Regions from separate parts of the Danio rerio genome. Here region 1 is linked to region 2. Evidence: chromatin contacts called from public HiCAR-type data. All regions are on one chromosome and are shown on one strand. The core of a region is the stretch at or near the end of the contact, and the rest is flanking DNA. Distances in the headings are between cores, read along the strand shown. Region 1 holds the start of LOC137488923 (a long non-coding RNA gene). Region 2 overlaps LOC141380320 (a long non-coding RNA gene).

Region 1 (6,735 bases), core at 266-2,765, 71 kb before region 2:
CAGAGGTTGTCAAGAATTTGACAAAAATGTGCATTTGGCAGCCAACAAAAGTCTGAGATTTGAGTTTAGAAATTAAAAATCTAAAGTATAGTATATATATATATATATATTTTATTTTAATTTGTTTTTAACTCTTTCTTAAAACACCCCACTGGTGGTGTATGGGTTTTACGATAAATTTCTGCACTTAAAATGGCCACTAAACACTATTATATACAGCATGGAAGAGCATGGATAACATTTAAAACGACTCTGATGTGTTGTATTTATCTATTAGATGTCACAACCTAAAAAGATGGAAACGAACTTACTTGAATTACCGAGGATAACAATTTCAACAAAATTGTCTGTGATGTTTTACTGTAGAAAAAGGCACTTGCATCTCAGATGGCCTTGGGGTGATTAACTGCAAATTGAAATTTTGGAAATTTAATTTAACCAGGTAAATGTTTAATCATATATTTTACAACAAAACATATTAAATTTAAAATGTATTATATATGAATTTGTCTCTGTAGGTCCAAAATTTGAATGTATATCATTGTTAAAATATTGTTCTGTGCATACTGTGTGTAATCATAGCCCAGTGGAATAAAAAAGTTTACACTGAATTATAACAAATTGTAATTTTAAAGTAATTAATTAATGGTTGTATATTTCAGCAAGCTTGTTTGGAAAAGGCAATTCAGTGTAACTTAAGACGCATTCATCGCCACACTTTTAACATTTGTTTCTTTCTTCTGTTAAATACAAAAGAAGATATTTTAAAGAAAGTTAGAAAACTTTAACCAATGACCATGGTATTTGTATACTCTTAAATGTTTATAACCACTTGAGGATGAGTAAAAGGTGAGTAAATTTTATTTTTTGCGGAACAATTCCTTTAACCGTAATTGTAATAATTAATTAACCACAAGGGGGCACGAGAGAGACGTATTTAACTCCAAAAGAATTGGCTGTGTATTATAACTGGTATTACTTGCCAAGTAACATTTTTCATAAATGTATGAACATTTTTAAACAAAATTCTAATAATTAGAAATTATGTTTCCTAGAAAGGAAACTTCACAAGGCTTGATTTTTATGTTTTTGTCAGCGTAAATACGTGCACAATCACACTATGGCCACTAGATAGCGCACTTCCACCTAGAGATTACAGTAGACGCACAAGGATTATCTTATTACACGTACGTTAAATAAATCACTGATTATATACTCAATTTATCCCCACCATTGCGTATTGGATTGCCAAAATTCATTTCTAGCATTGTCCCTTAGAACTTTTTTACTTCTACACCGCATATCTTACCGTTTACAGGTATTTTCCAAAAACAAACCACCTGTGCTGTGAAGCAGGTGCGAACCTGTGAAGGTCAGCGGCACATTTTTAGGCGAGATGTCCAGCAGACTGTTCTTCAAAAATAGCTTCCTTCAAATTTAACACCCTGTCACACACACACTCTCCCTCTCTCTCCTTTTCTCTTCTCCCATCGGCTGTGTGATAGAACAGTTCCCAACTGAGCCAACTAATAAAAACGAGTCATTTCTGTATCGATGATGAATTACAACAAATATGAAAAGGTGCGTAAGAGAGAATTATTAAAGTACCTCTGAGGAATTTTGTAACTGCCAGTTGTGGTTTACTTTGTGATTATGACCACCTGACTGTATACTATGCTGTTTATTCCATGACTGCTCATAAAATATGTGCGCCATTGTTTTAATTAAAATTATATTATAATCTTACCTTTGTATTCTCACACAGAAAAAAAAATACACCTTTGGTTTATTACAGGCTACTTACGTGCTCTAAGGTTATGCTTTTCAGTATATTCTTGTATTTTTCCGAAAAATAGCCAGTGTTCTGACAAACTGTGGCATTACCAACTACCAACACCATAGTAGGCGGCGTTAAGGCATCAAACCACAATAATATGATGGTGGAAACATTATTAAAAGTAAATGAAAAAAAGAATTTAAAATAATCAAACCAGTTGAACTACAAGCGGTAAATGATGGTTTACAAATTAGTAGTACCATAATTTTAACTGTTTTTGTAATCTATGAATAATTAAAAGAATCTGAGAGTTTGCATTTTTGGAAATCAATATCCACAAAAAATATATATATAAAATACTATAGTAATACGTACTTAATATAGTGTTTTGAACCATATATAGTAAAGTACTTGCATTAACCTGATGTGGTTATTCTGTAGTTGCCTATTGTACACAACAACTGTAGTAATCTAAACAAATGACCAAATAATGCAGTTTTCCATAAATTTAGGGTATATTATACAACAACACTCCACAGTTTACTCTAGTAAAAACGTATAGGCTATACTACATTTATTTTTTTTACAATTTAACAGTTTACTGTAGTTCATACTACAGTGTGTTGTAGACAGCATTCATTAACAGAGTTATAAATATAATATTTACACTGTATAATGCACTTTACTATAGTATGGTACAAAAAGATTATAGTATTTACTATTAATTGCAATAGATTAAACAGATTTTTTATGAGGGCAACACTCAAAAAAATACTTGATTTTAAAATCTGGGTTTCATTTGTACAAACCCAACTGTTTACCGTTGGGTTTAAATAAAATCTTAACTCAACATTTGGGTTGGTCCATTTCTGAGTCATATTTATTTTGAAACAACCTATTTGAAGTGTATCATCTGTTTTGATAAAAAATAACAAAATCTGACCACGTCACAAAGTGACAGAAGCCTGGCTTATCCACCTTATTCTTAAAGCAAACACTTAACCCTAAATGTGTGAGGCTTAATACTAAAATCTTGTGTTTGTTTTTACTGAAATCATCAACAAACTGCTTTGGAGTGTAAGCAGTTCTACTATTTCCTGCACTTGTATTCTTCTTATAAGTGTGTGAGTTGACACTGCACATATCAAAAGCATTTAAAAAAAAAAAAGCACAAAACCCTAATTTTGAATCTTTTGTTTTGTTTGTTTGTTTTTGTTAATGTGCGTTTCGAGTAACCAACCAGGTATCATATAGGGTGTATGATTTAAAGTTTTAAATCAAAATCTTAAAATATCAATATGATTGCCACCAACCTTATTTAAAACTTAAATTTCAAAGGAACCAGAGGTGAAATTACAGGTTTTGACCTCATCCATGCATGTACTCTTTAGTGGATAATAATTTGGACATCATCATTCACAGAAATATTTACACCTAAATACGCTACCTGACAAAAATCTTGTTGTCAATCCCAGTTGTAAGAGAAACAAATAACAACTTGATTTCTAGTTGATCATTTGGAAAATTGGCAGAAGGTAGATTTTTTTTCTGATGAGTCATCTGTTGAACTGCATCCCAATCATAACAAATACTGCAGAAGTCCTATTGGAACCCACATGGACCCAAGATTCTCATAGAAATCTGTCAAGTTTGGTGAAGGAAAAATCATGGTTTGGTGTTGCATTCAGTATAGGGTCTTGCGAGAGATTTGCAGAGAGGATGGCAAATTACAAACCACAGGAGAGGGCAAATTTTCCAGCAGCATAGCACTCCTCATACTTCAGCCTCTACAACAATGTTCCTAAAAGCAAAGAAGGTCAAGGTGCTTCAGGATAGGCCAGCCCAGTCACCAGAATGAACATTATTGAGCATGTCTGGGGTAAGACGGAGGAGGCATTGAAGATGAATCCAAAGAATCTTGATGAACTCCAGGAGTCCTGCAAGAACACTTTCTTTGCCATTCCAGATGACTTTATAAATTGGATATTTGAGTCATTGCAGAGATGTATGGATGTAGTCCTCCAAGCTCAAGGGAATCATATTAATTGTTTCTCCACTGCACCATGTCTTTATATTCTATACATTATTTCTGTTAAGTGACAAGACTTTTGTCTAAGCAAAGTCAGACCTTAAAGTCCTAATTAAATAATTAAAAATCAAGACATGGTCATATTTAATTTTGGTAAAATAAGTGTAATCTAGAGGCCTTTGCCTTTCATACAAACCCCTTCTGATACCAAATGATCAACTAGAAGTCAAGTTATTATTTGCTGTTCTTAAAACTTGGATAAGTGACAAGACTTTTGTCAGGTAGTGTACAATGTTGCCATTGATGTAGACCAATTGGAATCAAGTATTTCATACAGCAGTATAGAAAATAAATACAATATAACCTTTTGTTTACAATATGCAAATGAGCTGGATGTTCTTCCTAAAAATGCTGTTTTTTTTTAATTTTGGTTCATTTAAATTTGGTCCTCTAAATTTAGTAAACAGGTAACCCAGCTACTGGATTTGTTCTTATTTTATCTAAAACTGGGTTGAAACAACCCAGCAGAGTCTATTGTTCACCCCCCCAAAAAAACACACACTTGTGTGTTTCCAATCTATAGTGCAATGAAAATGAAGATATTTTGTACATCTAAGCTACTTTAAAAACTTTTTTTACATGTCTAACAAAAAACACTCACAGCATAATGGCTTTATTCTTTTAACGCATATGTCTTATGTCTTTTGTTGACCTCAGTCATGGCTTTTTACTCATTATCTGGTCCATCTCGTCACCTGAGTTTAGTATTAACCTGATAGGCAGCAGATGAGGATATCAGATAGAGAGCATTGTGCTGCTGTGCAAACATTAACATAGTCGACGGGACTGCGATGCCACACAATAGGTTTGCTGGGGGACTACAGAAACCCAACTAAAGATAGATTTGTTTGCGTATGACTCACATGGTCAGTTCCCGAAGCATCTGACTCAATGCTAACGCACAAAGCTAATAACAACCCTACGTGAGCCCTGTTCTGCTCTGTTTGTCCCCCCCTACGCAGAAATCAGGTCCTATCCCACAGTGCACTGCACTTGATGAAGACTTGAATAAGAGTGGCTCGCCACACCTGGGTATGATGAATGTCGATGAAGATTTGGGAGGGATTATGGGGGACTGTGATACCAGCATGCTAGCCAAAATGAAAATACTGGCATTATTTGCTCACCCTCATGCAGTTCCAAACTGGAGAATGTGTGAAAGCACAGTTGTTTGCTCATATGGATGTTATTTTATGGCATTCATTCCAAGTCACTGATTCTTATCACTAACCTGAAGTGACTCCGACGTGACGTGCTATAACTCAAAATAAGTGTTGTGTGACTAACAAGTCAATCATGTTGTGTCACAGTTCAAACCTGCGCTTGTCTTTCCAATCCGCTACCACAGGGGGCGCAGTGGAGCCAAGTTTGAGTACTATCTTTATTGCCGCCGAGGTGTGGAGACTGTCTTTGGGCTAGAGCTCCGCTTCAACCATATACGACTTCCTTATCAGTCCCAGCCTGCTGGTAAAGTCAGCCCGCAGTGCATTGAAGAGCCAAACCTGCTGCCACACAGGGGCCTGTGAAAATAACCATGCCTGTAGAAGCGAACAGAATAATGAAAGGGAGGGAGAGAGAAAAACAGTGAGACAGAAACTAAGTGGTATGAATGTGATATCGCCAATTTTCCATAATCACCTCATGTATGCATAAGTAGGTGCTTTCTGGGTGTTTTACAAATGCGGTCATTTATGGACCACCAAATATGCATAAGATATGAGACTAACATTTTTGGTGTGTTTGTTTTACCTTACTGTTTGGGGATGTACTGTACATTGGTAAGACAGCAGTTATCAAGCATAATAATTGAAATTCGTTCATTGTAAACTTCTGCATGCCATTTTTCCCAGCCTTCAAACATCTCTCAGCCTAAATATAAAAAAATAATAAAAACACACATACAAATGAAGAATAACACCATAAGCCAAATAAAGGCAAATCAATTAAACATTAAGTATATTATTTCAAATAGTTATGCTTAATTTTTTGTACATCAAAGTGTATGGATGACACTACTTTTGTAAATTGTGAACATGATTAATTACCTTTTTAATAATAGAATGAAAACACGTTTCTGCAAAGAGGTCATCTTGTGTATGTTCAAGGTTAAGCACTAGATATTTGTATATTTAAATATTATTCTAATGTTAATTCACGTTCATGGCTGCACGAATCTTGGGTTTTACAACACTAGAAAAAAACAAAATGCTTATAAAACGTTTTAATTTCATGAATATGCACAATATGCATAATTCATGAGTTTAACGACGCGTGACGTCACAAAGGACTTGCGTGAGTAATACTTGACGCCTGTCAATCAAATTAAAACAGCGTATCAGACCTACGAAGACCTCAGGAAGAAAAGGAACCGTAATGTTTGCTTTCAAACACATGTCACCCGTACGGCCAAGTCAAAAATACGTCTTTAAAGCCTAACAAGCTCTCTGACTAGAAGAGAAACTTCAAGAAGTAAGTCAAAGAACGCGAAGAATGTTTTTAATTTCCGTCACTGAACGAACGCGCGCAACGGCCGTTTCTCTCATTCTCAAACGTACGTTCATATTCAGAAATATTTAAACATAAATGAATATGTCTCCTAAAGATGGAGTGAGGAGATGGACAGCTTATCATACATCTTACACCCAGAGTTCAGCTCTGAGATACCCAACACGCCGCTCACCAAACTCAGCGCGCGCGCACGAGAGGACGGTTTCAAGCTCCCCTCTCTGTGAATTGATTCTACTATGAGCCTACCCGAATCGGAGCGAGAAAAGACTGAGGTATACATACACAAACATAAACTTTTAATCGTTCAAATATTACAATTACACTCACTCTAATCGATCAGATATGAGTTTAATAATATATT
Region 2 (7,748 bases), core at 637-3,136:
ATATGGGATGTGCTGGAAGGAGAGATTCACATCATTGATGCGTGACACTGTCATGTCAAAGTAGACCAATGACCAGTGTTTCTAGGATTTTGTTGAATTTACACCACAATAGAATTAAAGCAGTTCTCAAGTCAACCAACTACCAAGGTACACTGATCAGTGAGTGTATAAATATACTAAAATTCTACTTCTTTCACATCTTACAACACACACACATCTAAAGATGCATCGCAAGGACGGCACAGTGGCTCAGTGGTTAGGACTGTTGCCTCACAGCAAGAAGGTCACTGGTTCAAGCCCCGACTGGGCCAGTTGGCATTTCTATGTGTAGTTTACATGTTCTCCCCATGTTCGCGTTGGTTTCCTCAGGGTGCTCCGGTTTCCCCCACAGTCCAAAGACATGCACTATAGGTGAATTGGGTAAACAAAATTGGCCTTAGTGTATGAGTGTGTGTGTATGAATTTGAGAGTGTATGTGTGTTTCCCAGTAATGGGTTGCAGCTGGAAGGGCATCCGCTGCGTAAAACATATGCTGGAATAGTTGGCAGTGGTGACCCCTCATATATAAGAGACTAAGTCGAAGGAAAATAAATGAATGAATATGCATCACAGCTTCTGCCTCCAAAACTGACAGGTTCTGTTCTACTTTCGTCTGTAGCTCAGTCCGTTTCCGACCAGACTGTCTGATCCCTGATGTGTCAGTCTCCATTACCCGTCTGCTTAAATCCTTTTCCACTCCAAGAGCCCCCTACACACACATATGCACCACACACACTCAAACACTATGTGATTTCATACTTAATGGGGACTTCCCCTAGACATAGTGATTTTTATACTGTACAGACGGTGTATTCTGTCCTCTTCCCTAAACTCAACCCTCAGAAACATCTGCAGGTTTACATTTGACAAATACTTCATTCTGTGAGATTTAACACACACAAACACACACACACACACACACACACACACACGCACACACACACACACACACACATGCACAGACAGACACACACTGATTCATACAGACTTGCAGATAGACAAATACACAAACTCACACAAAAAAACACGCACACACTCACATAAAAACAATCTTTCTCACACACATATCACACACACTCTCACACACGTTTACTCTTGACACACAATCTAACTTGCACACATACAAACACAGACACACTCTCATTTTGTCTCACACACTCTCTCTTACTCTGTATCACTCACACTCAGACACACACATATAGAGAGATAGACAGACACACATTATACATTCAAACACAGACAAACAGACACACACACACATCTTACACTCAAACACACACATATACACAGACGCATCTTACACTCAAGCACACACACACAGACACACACGCATCTTACACTTAAGCACACACACACACACAGACACACACGCATCTTACACTCAAAGACACACCCACATCCCTCACACACGTGCACACACACACGCACAAACATGCACAGGTACATCTTTACACTCAAACACAGACAGACAGATACACATACTTTTACAAACACTCACATAGACACAGACACACATATACACACACACACAGACACACATTTTTTACTCAAACACACAGACACTTTCACACTTATGCACACATCTACATCTCAGACACACACACACACACATCTTACACTCAATCACACACAAACACTCTTTCATGCTCTCACAAGCGTACTCACAGAAACACAAATCTCACACTCACACACACTCACTCTCTCTCATACACACACACGCGCGCGCTCACACACACACACACACACATGGGTCAGCTGCAGTAGCATCGCTGGAGGCTTGTAAGCACACAGGATCATGGGATTGTTAGGGGGGTTCAGACTGAACACACGTCTGTGTGGGCAAGCAGGTTTGGCAAGCGAACACACGTGGGTGGTTTTGTGCGAGACAGAAAGAGGAGAAGAAAGGAGAGAGACCGGAATAATGCGAGCCATTGAGATATTTTGCACCAGTGAACAGCGAATACAGGAACTGGTGATGATGGTGACGATGATGATGATGATGTACATCAGTCAGTGTGCGGTGATGTCATAGCATTTGGCCTTGAGTCAATAACATGTGGTTGAGGTTTCATTCACTTCAGTGGCACTGTGTCCAACGCTTCAATGAATCACACACACACAGAACACAGCCTGCTCATGCCTTTTATTTTGGTATTTAGATTTTAATTGAACGTTCTGCTTGAAATCAATTAATCAATCAATCAATCAATCAAACAACCAATCCATTAATTCATTAATTCATTCAACCAACCAATCAACCAGCAACTCATTCATTCATTCAACCAGCCAACTAACCTTCATTCATTCATTCATTCATTCATTCATTCATTCAATCAACCAACCATTCATTAATTTATTCATTTATTCAATCAACCAATCATTCAATCAACCCTTCATTTGTTCTTTCATTAACTCACTCATTTATTCAATCAACCAATCATTCAACAAACACGTCATTTATTAATTAATTAATTAAATCAATCAATCAATTGATCAACCATTCATTCATTCATTCATTCATTCAACCAACTATTCATTCAACCAACCAAGCAACCAACCAATAAACTAACCAACCAGCCAACCAACCAATCAATCAATCAATCAATCAATCAATTGTTTGTTGGTTCAATCAACCAACCAGTCAACCAACCATTCATCCCTTCATTGATTCAACCAACATTCATTCATTCATTCATATAATCAATCAATCAGTCAATCAATCAATCAACTTCTCGTTCGTTCATTCATTCATTCATTCATTCATTCAACCATTCATTAATTTATTTTAATTTATTTACCCAATCAATTAACCACTCATTCAACCAACCAACCAATATTCATTCATTCATTAATTCATTAAACCAACCAACAATTAATTAATTAATTCAATCAATCAATCAACCAATCATTCAACCATCCAGCCAACCAATCAACGAACCATTAATTAATTATTAATTAATGATTGATCATTCATTCATTCATTCATTCATTCATCCATTCATCCATTCATTCATTCATGCAATAAATCAGCTATCCAATTAATCAACCAACCAACCAACCATTCATTCCTTTATTAAACCAACTAACCAGCCAACATTCATTTATTTTTTCATTCATTCATTCATTCATCATTCATTCATTCATTCATTCATTCAATCAACCGTTCATTCATTAATTCAACCAACCATTCATTAATTCATTCGATTGATTATTCATTATCCAATTTTTATACAATTTAATCTGCTAATTTAGCTTGATTAATTATTCATTCATTTATTCATTCATTCATTTTCTTGTTGGCTTAGTCCCTTTATTATTCCGGGGTCGCCACAGCTGAATGAACCGATTACTTATCCAGCAAGTTTTTACACAGCAGATACCCTTTTAGCTGCAACCCATCTCTGGGAAAACCCATCTCTGAAAAATGTATTAATAATTTTTTAAGATTTTGATGTTAATGTGTAATATAATGTTGACTAATCTGCATAATGTACCCTTAATCTCATTATTGTAAGAATTTAATGTAAAATTTAAAATATGTCCTTCTTATTACTGTAGTGCAATTAAAATGTCAAAAAAGGATTATACCATTACAAAATATAAACAAAAATCTGAACAAATAAGGATCAAATAGCATTTTTAATCAGCATTTTCTTGGCTTTTCCCACTTAATTAATCTAATTACTGTAATACAGTAATTAAAAAAATATGTAATTGTTATTACTGTAAATAAATAAAGCCTGTCTGATTAAAATGGTAATTTAATGTGATTAATTATTCACATCTTTATTTATATCTTTATTGTCTTTCCAGATCAAATATTATTTGCACTAATCATACGAATTAGTCTGCATACATTGCAATTCCTCGTATTCATATTTTACATTTTCAAGTTTAATTTATTACTGTACTGTAAATAAATAAATAAATTCTATGTAAATTAATAGTCATTTCTTGTACTGTAAGAAATCTGTTTATTGTATTACATTTTCTTGAATGGCTTTTCTTGGGTAATATTATAAATAATTCCTTTTTTGTTCATATTTCATATCTAATTAATTTCGTTAACATTTCCTTCTCATTAATTGTAATTACAGTGTAGTAACGTAAAAATGTGCATTTCTCATTAGTGTCATAAAAATAAACAAGCAACAAAAAAACTAACAAACAGAAAAATCTAACAAAACAAAACTAGGATAATTTATGATTATTAAAAATTTTTCAATGACTTTTATTAGGTTTTCTCAGCAAATATATAAGTTGGCGGTTCATTTCACTGTGGCGTCCCCATATTAATAAAGGGATTAAGCCGAAAATAAAATGTATATATATAAAACCAATTATAATTATAATATATATAACAAATTTATTCATCTGCTCATCTGTCTATTGCCCAAAATTGTCATTATTTTATACAGTATGGGGGAAAGAGCCACTTTAGCATGATTAATTATGCGAAAAATTATGAATTTACTTTTATTCTATTTTATATCTATAATATATATATTCCTTATGATGCAAAGAAAGCTCATAATGGTTTCATTATGTTAATGGAAAAATTATATTTTAAAATATATGAGAATCTAATAAGAAAAAAGAAAGCACAAAAAAGAAAAGGAAACATGGTCATGATGAATTATATTTGGAAATTTGCTTTATTTGCTTTATCCTTATGTGAATTATTGCTTTGCAGAGCAAAATATGAGGATATTTTTCCATAAGACTATATTATCCATAAGACACTGCCGCACTAAATAATTTTTAAACATTTAACTTTTTACACACATAAATTGTAATTTTTTTACTGTATTTTTACTGTTTGTAGTATTCTGTGAATTATGAAGTGATAAAAGAAGATTACCAAATAAGAAAAGAACATTGACTCTAATATGTCAAAAAAATAAATCAAGAATTTTGAACCTGACTTCATCCAAACTTCAGATGTTTGTGCTAGAAATATATGCAAATTAGTGCATATTTAATATAATACGGCCTCATTTGCATATTTAAAAATAGCTTTTTTGAAAAAAAAAATTTCAATTCCTAATATATCCAATCTACTTAGTATCATGGTGATAAACATTATTTATTTTATATTTTTTTATTTACCTGTTCACCTGCAGTGTCTTGTCTTTTTTGTCTTTTGTCATTTTTTCTTCTTCAGTGTTCACCCACTCATGCAGTGTTTCTGTGACGGGACACACACATCAGCCCACAGAGACACACAGACCTCCAGCTCTTAAAGAGACAGAAACATCAAGATTGAGGTTCCTGTGCTGAATCTGACAGAGGTAAACAACTATCCTGCACTCCAACATCCTTCACGATATTCAAGATTACGAGGACAAGAATATTACGAATATATTATTCATTTATTCATTTTCATTTTGGCTCAGTCCCTTTATTAATCGGGGGTCGCCTCAGCGGAATGAACTGCCAACTTATCCAGCATATATTTTACACAGCGGATGCCCTTCCAGCTGCAACTCATTACTGGGAAACATCCATACACACTCGTTTACGCACATACACTATACGGCCAATTAGGCTTACCCAATTCACTTATACCAATGTTTTTAGACTTGTGGGGGAAACCGGAGCACCCGGAGGAACCCCACGCGAACACGGAGAGAACATGCAAAATCCACACAGGAATGCCAACTGGCCCAGGCGAGGCTCGAACCAGCTTCTTTCTGTGAGGCGATTGTGCTACCCACTGCGCCACCGTGACGTCACAAATATATTAGAACATTCATGATTATTTTGTCTTTGTGATCATAAATATACATAAACATACAATAAAACTCTTTCTAGAAACATACTAATGTGTTTATTTGGACACAAATAATGCTAAAAGCCACTTAATTTAACTAATGCATTAGGTGGAGTCTACATGTTCTTCCTGTGTTCACGTGGGTTTCCTACAGGTGCAGGTTTCGCCCACAGTCCAAAGACATGCGGTACAGGTGAATTGGGTAAGCTAAATTGGCCATAGTGTATGAGTGTGAGAGAGTATGGGTGTTTTCCAGTACTGGGTTGTGGCTGGAAGGGCATCCGCTGCGTAAAACATATGCTGGAATACTTGGTGGTTCATTCCGCTGTAGCAACCACTGATAAATAAAGAACTAACCTGAAGAAAAATTATTAGGTAAGGCATAAAGCACAACCAGTCAGTTGGTATCATAGAATAAAACCTAATAGACTTATCAGCAGTTTGCTGTATAAGACTGAAGTGCTTTTTTTTATGCCTTTATTACAGGACTACTTGCCTCAAAACATAAAAAATTGAACACAAAACATTGTTCTGAGCCATACTAGTTTTATTATTGAAAATGTACAAAATGAAAACAGCTGAATGGAGCATACACTAACCTACATATTAATTAATAATAAGATGGCGTCAAATAACAGTGGTGTGACAGACATACATTCACTTGGATGTGAACATATTCTCTGAATATATATATTTTATTTATATGTGGCTGGGATGAGAATCAGCACTGGAAAAAGGTAGTTTGCCATCTCTAGGTTAGAGGAAAGTTCTTAACCCATGTCAAGGAGTTTAAGTATTTTGGGGTTTTGTTCTTGAATGAGAGAAGGATGGAGCGTGAGATTGACAGAATATCTTCTAGATATTCATAGAAGAATTAAATGCAAAACCTTTTTTTTATTTCATTTTTATCTTTATCTATTTATTCCAAAAATATTTATTTCCAATTAAAGTAAAAAAAAAAAATATATATATATATATATATATATATATATATGTGTGTGTGTGTGTGTGTGTGTGTGTGTGTGTGTGTGTGTGTGTGTGTGTGTGTGTAAAACACAAAGCATGGTTTTCCCTGTCTTGCCACAGTAACAAATAGCAGCAGCACTGTAACCAAGCCATTGACTGAATCTCTGCATTTAGTCGCACGGTCTCTCTTAAAGATCCCTTCTTAAGCGTCTTATTCCACAGCAATAAATAATGTCTGCTGGACTTCAGAGTGTGAAAGATCAGAGGCTGCGTGAGTCAGCCTTGAGTCACACGAACGGTCATTTCTGTGCCTGATTCCGGTTGTTTCCTCTCTCTGTTACATGCTCAATCCACTGGTCTGGCTGAGCATATCGTCTGAATTTCACATTTAGAATTATTAGATTTGTCTGATTATTATGATTTTCACAGCTTGATTTTTTTAGTTAATGAAGGTACTTAGTTCTGTTATACATGGGAGACGAAAAAACTTCAATATGATTATAGTGAAGTTCATTCTTGTTCATTTAGGTGTAAAAAGAAGTTTGAAATACTTTTTTAGTGGTTCTGATGACAATCTTTCTGATGTCATACTAATTGTTTTATCACACTGATTTGTTTGAAATTACTGATAGATGTTTCGAAACACTTATTTAAAAAAAATATGCAAATCATTTGTCTTAAACTGGCTATTTGAAGCACATAAACTTAATAAAAATTTTAAATATAACATTTATCAGCTCAATAAAGCATTTAATCAGCGACAGATTTGTTTAAAGCTAGCTATTGATGGTTTCGAAACACTTATTTTCAAAAACTATGCAAATCAGTCGACTTAAATGGGTTATTTAAAGCACACATGCTAATTACATTTAGTATTTAATGTTAGTGAATTGTCCGTAGTGTATAAGTGTGAATAACTGTGTATGGATGTTTCCCAAAGATGGGTTGCAGCTGGAAGGGCATCCGCCGC

What was found. HiCAR-type assays count read pairs that join an accessible place to other places.
Region 1: a contact with region 2 is called in a HiCAR-type map of caudal fin, with 4 times the contacts expected there. The contact joins two enhancer-like sites. A contact is called at or near these places in 5 of 18 Hi-C or Micro-C datasets (caudal fin, embryo and skeletal muscle) and 1 of 4 datasets of contacts at active chromatin or transcription factors (caudal fin).

What each region holds. Positions count from the first base shown.
Region 1 is chr22:20,935,636-20,942,370 of GRCz12tu, reverse strand. The region is part of intron 1 of LOC141380320 (a long non-coding RNA gene); the gene reads right to left. It overlaps LOC137488923 (a long non-coding RNA gene), which reads right to left and starts at 6,523. Exons shown (of 5, transcript XR_011008218.2): 1 at 5,912-6,523; 2 at 5,616-5,735; 3 at 5,184-5,404; 4 at 312-406. Within about 2 kb of position 1,515, at least 6 of the 62 cell types and tissues checked have an H3K27ac peak or open chromatin away from gene starts, as enhancers often do. A contact at or near this core is called in caudal fin, where this site is marked.
Region 2 is chr22:20,864,304-20,872,051 of GRCz12tu, reverse strand. All of the region lies in intron 1 of LOC141380320 (a long non-coding RNA gene), which reads right to left. Among named protein-coding and RNA genes, the nearest start is that of ssbp4, 9.4 kb to the right of the region's middle. Within about 2 kb of position 1,886, at least 11 of the 62 cell types and tissues checked have an H3K27ac peak or open chromatin away from gene starts, as enhancers often do. A contact at or near this core is called in caudal fin, where this site is marked.